Linked DNA regions of Gossypium hirsutum: region 1 is linked to region 2. Evidence: chromatin contacts called from public Hi-C data. All regions are on one chromosome and are shown on one strand. Each heading gives the region's core, a stretch centred on a gene start, on an enhancer-like site or on the middle of the called end of the contact. The rest is flanking DNA. Distances are from core to core; before and after follow the strand shown.

The links. Hi-C and Micro-C count contacts between places; a contact is called where the count stands out from the background.
Region 1: a Hi-C map of leaf shows a contact between it and region 2, with 3 times the contacts expected there. The contact joins the promoter of LOC107955167 here to the promoter of LOC107955164 in region 2. A contact is called at or near these places in 7 of 34 Hi-C or Micro-C datasets (callus, hypocotyl, leaf and 1 more).

Annotation. Positions count from the first base shown.
Region 1 is chrD04:13,157,587-13,160,820 of Gossypium_hirsutum_v2.1, reverse strand. It overlaps LOC107955167 (clathrin light chain 2), which reads right to left and starts at 1,812. Exons shown (of 3, transcript XM_016890895.2): 1 at 1,179-1,812; 2 at 1-3. The coding sequence starts at 1,480.
Region 2 is chrD04:12,972,946-12,975,959 of Gossypium_hirsutum_v2.1, reverse strand. It overlaps LOC107955164 (60S acidic ribosomal protein P0), which reads left to right and starts at 1,503. Exons shown (of 5, transcript XM_016890892.2): 1 at 1,503-2,066; 2 at 2,178-2,246. The coding sequence starts at 1,809.

The DNA of each region.
Region 1 (3,234 bases), core at 563-3,062, 180 kb before region 2:
TCCCTATGCAATAACAACAGTCATATTTCCCACGTTTAGCACCATTGAAACCTATAAAATTAGCAACAGCTTTCACATTTTCATTATTTACTTATTTATCTTTTTGGTATAAATGAGACTGTAGCCTGTGATAAGGGAAAGGCTTGCTCTCTGTTGCCATCCTTGCTTGACACCCATGCCTGAGGTATATCCGGAGGTATAGAGGTAGAACCTCCAAGGGTCTCATAACACATGGAAAAAAAATTAAGATATATATGTTGGATACATATCTGTACCCAACACTTACATGGCATTCGGACTCCGAAACGGCTTGGTGCACCGCTTAGGGTGGGTACACCAACCAACTAAGCTAAGCCACTACAAAATTTACTCAAAAGAAATGTATAAATTATTAAAGGAAATACAAAAAAGGGAAAAAAAAAATCCAGATATTCTCTTGATTCAATCTTTTTTCTTTTATAAGATGACCAAAGTTCACAAGTGATAAAAAAGTAAACGCACAACCAATCCTGTCCTAAAATATTTTAGCTCTCCGTTTTTTCCAAACTAGCCAGAGTATACTCTAGATTTGTGCTCTTAGGATGCAGATACCGTCCAATAATGGCTTGAGTGTCCAATTGACAGGAAACTGCTTTTTTCCAATGATACCACCAATTAGCTTATCTTTAGTTTTAAAAATGCCAGCTTGGAGGGAAATTACTAGCGCTACAACTCCATTTTCATGCCGAAATCTAACTTCATATTTTGACCCAATTCTTCTATCCGAATTTCTTATATGGTGCACCCATGCTAGTACCTCATTCCTTCTCTTTGATTCAATCTCTTAAAAGAATAAATCCAAAGAGAAGTAAAATCCTACAACTCTACTTCTAATCCCAGAAATTAGCACTAAATTCTTAGATTTCCCTACTTAAACCCTAATATGGCTTAACCAAACTTATTTAAAACTTTTCACAAAATTCAGTTCTTTTACACCCTAATATGACTTAACCAAACATATTCAAAATCTTCATAAAGATAAAAAATTCACTAAATCTAGATCTTTTGCACATTTCCAAAATACCTAAGTGCCATATTCATAACTTCAATTCCTAACTCTTTAACTTCCCCAAACTCTATACTTTAATATAAGACAAAATTATTCAAAAAAACATGAAATTTTTTTAATGGATCATAACCTTCTCCATTCCCTGAGAGCAACACCTTCCTCAGGCTCCATCTCCGCCGGCGGAGGCAAAACCGGGCCGTCCGATCCGCCAAAATCTTGGCCAAAACCCACCCCATTTGTGTATGAATCTGATGCAAACACATCATCACTGGAGCCCTTGGCATGATCCGAGTGGTCGGCGAAAGAGTCGAATTGCTGAGAAGGGTCGTATCCGGCGTAGCCGGCACCGTCTTCTTCCTGGTGTGGAACAGAGTCAAAAGAGTCTAAGGAGTCGTCGGCGAGTTGAGTGAAAGAGTCAGGGAAGGTTGACATTTTTCTTCTAAGCAAGGTCTTGTACGGAGACGACAAAGGGTTGATGAAAACAAGCTATGGAAATTGAATCGAAGTCAATCGCTGTCGCAATGGAAGGCACAAATGAAAAGACGATAACTCTCAAGGGATGTTAATGGGTTTGGTAAAATGAACCAATTGTTTGGGTTTGATGGAGGTGAGTTTTTGGGCCATTAAAACTCTGCAGAATTTCGTTCCGTATGGATCACTTTTCGTAGTTAGTTGTCCCCTGGAATGATGCAATCTTTAATGTCATAGTTCCAAATAAGAAAGAGGTTAAGACATTGAGATCATGCCCTTTCGGCTTACATTTCAACCCTTCCCACCACTTCAATCAGATTATTTTATTTATTCAATTTTTTTGTTTAATTATGATATTAGTCCCTATAACTTATGAATTTAGTTTTTATATTTTGATTTAGTTATCGTATTTATCGAATTTTAAAATTTATATCCTTAAGATGGTTGTTAAATTTAGGGATAAATACCAAAACTATACATGAACCATGATTTAATGTGCAATTGTATACATGAATTTTGATTTTATGTAATTTTATGCATGAAATTTTGATTTGATCCAATTCTTGTAAATTATTAACACAATTATTGATATAACATCATTTTATGTTTATATATTGCAATTATATTTATCCAATATAAAAATAAATTGATGTATTTATTTCTTTAAATGTGTATGATTAAATCAAAATTAAAGTTTCAAGTATACATTTGAACTACAATTAGAGTTTCACGTGTATAATTGCAGCAAATAAAGTTTATGTTTACAATTGCACATTAAATCAAAGTTCATGTATACTTTTTGAGATTTATCCCTTAAATTTATTAAGTATTTTTATTTTCAAAATCTTATGTAATAAAAATATTAGCACATGTCTAATTAGAGGTGTTCATGGGTTGGGCCGGGTTCGGGCCAGGCCCAAAAAAATTTCAGCCTGTGTCCTAGGCTCGGGCCCAGCTCGGCCCAAAAATGGGCCTGAAATTTTGTCCAGGCCCGGCCCGGGAAAAATTTCTAAGCCCGAGCCCGGCCTGGCCCGGCCATTTTTTTAATAAACACTAAAAATTTATTTTAAAAATAAAAAAGTATTTTAAAAATATTTTAAAATTAAAAAAATAAAAATATATATTTATTATATTCGGGCCGGGTGGGTCGGGCTCGGGCCAAAAAAGTGGTGCCCGAGGCCCGACCCGTTTTCTAAACGGGCCTCTTTTTTACCCAAACCCATATTTTGGGCCTATATTTTTACCCGAACCCTCCCATATTTCAGGCCGGCCGTCGGGCCGGGCAACAGCTCTATGTCTAATGCCATGTCAACTTGCTATTTTCATATATTACTCACAAAAAAGCAAGTTAATAGATTTAATGGTTGTTATTTGCATCAAGATTAAAATTTTAAAATTGAAAAAGCACAGGGACTAAGAATGACTAAATTAAAGAACGTCGATTAAATCTACAATTTTATGTGAGATACAAGAGTAATAACAAAAATTAACAAAAAAAAATTAATTGCTAATAGACTTAAATTTTAAAATTACAAAAGTGTAAGGGCTCAAAATCAATCCAATAAAAAAAATAAAAAACTAAAATTGATCAAATTAAAGCACACCAACTAAATATACAACTTAAGTATAATACAAAAATTAATAATAATTTTTTTGAAAATAAACAAGTTTTTTTTTTTAATTTTGTTTTTCGTTTTTTCTTTTTTTTAATCTCT
Region 2 (3,014 bases), core at 254-2,753:
TATGTTAGTCCAAGAAAATAGTTGATAATGTTATTACTAATAAAAATAACAATAAAAATAAATATCATATGTAGTTTGGTCTAATTGCTCTAGTATTCCATATTTGTTGGGTTATTCACTCTTTAACATTCAACATATAGTCCTTATTACATCTAAATATGAATTTGCATCATTAAGATTATCAAGATTTTTTTCTTCCATGTACTCTTCAAAGTTTGAACCATCTCAATTCCGCCTATAAATGAAGTTATAAAGTATAACATGTGATCCAATTTTTTTTTTTTTATTGTTATGCTAAGGTGGTGTTGTTAATATAGGAAACCTCTTTTTTAGAACAACAAATGTCTTCTTAACCATATTTTGGAAGCTTTCAATGTCTCAAATTAAAGAGTTTCACAAGTTGTCTCTAGTACTTATGTTTGGCTCCATTCTCTCAAATGGTATCGTACCTCATGATATGGTGCAAGAAAACATTTTTGTATTTGCATAAGTAGCATCTACCACATTATATTTGGGTTCCAGTGCAAATAAGCTATAGTTTTAATTATATAAACTCAATTTGAAAAGAGACTTATGCTAGGCTATAGCCCTTTCTATAATAAGTACTTAAGTTAAAATAATATAAATTTTATAATATATAACCTTTTTAAAGAAAGGTTTTATAAAGTATCCAATAACTTTCAAACATCTCTTATAAATAATATAATTTTTGTCATAACTTTAGGAAGTTATTTTTTTATAAATAAATAATGAAAAAAATTATAACATTTTTTTAAAATATTTTTTATACTATATAGCATGGACACGTACAATGGTGGATTTTTTGACTAAATTTTGGGGGCCTAGTAAAATTTTCAAAAAATTTAAGAGTTTAATGAGACTTTTTTTTAAACAATTGGGGGTCTAATTGAAAATTTTGTGAGATTAGTAAGAATTTTCATAAATTTGAGGAAGCTTAATTAAAATTTTCTAAAATTTCAAGGAAAAAAACCTTTTTTTTTTAAATTTTGGTGGGGCCAAGGCCTTCTAGAGGATCTGCCCCTAGACGTGTAAATAAGTTATGCCATACTTTATGACTCTAACTTTTTTATTAATAAGTAGATTATAACACTTTTATAACATTAAAATTATTTTTATAATATAATTTTTTTTGTTATAACTTTCAAAAATACATATAAATTATTTTTTATAATATATTTTTTTAAGATTTATAATATAACCTTAGAAACTTTTGGCCATACCCATACCAAACACTCCTACTTATTTATTATTATAATATAGTTTTTTATAACTTATATAAAAATAATTTTTGAAATTAAATCATGTACGAGTATTTGAAAAGTTATACAATAATTAGATTTAAGTGTAATTATCCTAATTTTCGCATTCCCTTAAAAATTGAAAAGTATAATTTCTAATTCAGTCGAACTTATAAATTGCAATAATTATCCAAATATATTAACTTTATATAATTACAAAATAATTACATGCAAAGGGCGAGAAAGAAAAAGCAAGCTAATTGTATAGAAGTCTTCGGATATAATGACCTCAGTCTTCTATTTGAACGTTGATTTTCAAGGTTTTGTCTTAAAAAGGGCAATTTCTAAGGTCCACTAAACCATGATAAACCGGTCGAATATGAAGCCCAAACCCAATCTCGACCGTCTGGTCAAGAACAACCCTAAAACCCTAATTCCCCTTTCCCATTTCTCATCCTACTATATAACCCTACTGTAACCCTAATCCCCATTTTAACCGAGCATAAACTCATCGTCTTGGCCTTTTGTTACTAATACTACCATCCCAAAATGGCAGTGAAGCCCTCCAAAGCCGACAAGAAAATCGCCTACGATGCTAAATTATGTCAGCTCTTAGACGAGTACACCCAGATCTTAATTGCGGCAGCCGACAATGTGGGTTCGAATCAGCTCCAGAACATTCGCAAAGGTCTTCGAGGTGACTCAGTTGTTCTCATGGGTAAAAATACAATGATGAAACGGTCGGTCCGTATGCACGCTGAGAAAACCGGAAACCAGGCTTTCCTTAACCTTATCCCCTTGCTTCAGGTTCTTTAAACTTCTAATATTTATTAATATATTTTTTTTGGTATATTGGGCTCATTATTATTTTGTGTATAGAGCAAAGAAGTGATTGTTTTATGGGTTTATTTTAATCAGGGAAATGTTGGTTTGATTTTTACCAAGGGTGATTTGAAGGAAGTTAGTGAGGAAGTTGCCAAGTACAAGGTTTGTTATTATATCTTTCATATGAATTAAAATTGAAATATTTGATATTAGAATTGTTTCTGTCATTCTTTTTTTGTCAATGTTGCAATGTAATAAATGGAAAATCGAATTAAGAACATGTGAACTTGATATTTCATATTCTGTTGAAGTTATTATTATGTTGTTGAAAGTAGGTATTTATCTTTCACATTGATTTAATAATATTTTAGCTTTTTGATAGCTGAGAAATTCCATTCTCAGCTTTTGGGCTCGATTGTAAGAAGTTAAGTTGCATGTATGCTTCTGGGGATTCATTCTTTGCTTTCAACTCACTTGCTAACGTATTGTGATTGTTTGCGGCAATCCATATTCTTAAATTAAGCAATGGATTTGATACCAGTCTGATTGTGGAGTTCTATCTGGTTTTCTTTTGGTTCTGGATTTAGAAGTTGGGGACACCATTTGCTTCTGGTTCATTTGCTAGTATATTATAATAGTTTACTTGAACCCCCATACTTGAATTAACCAATACATTCGACGGAAATCTCTTTGTGGAGTCCAATTGTGTGTCCTTTTGGTTCTAGATTTGAAACTCATATGTTGTATTTTGAATCAGACTATCATGAATTTTTTCTTGGTTCTGTAAAGTTCAAGTTAATTTAATGTAGTTGTTTATTGCTAAAATATTGTGTTATTGGATCTGGCTTCAAAAGTTGAAAGATTCATTGTTTGCTGCTGGTTCATTTCCTAGTAAGTTATAATAGTTTTCATTTGAATGTATTATGAATT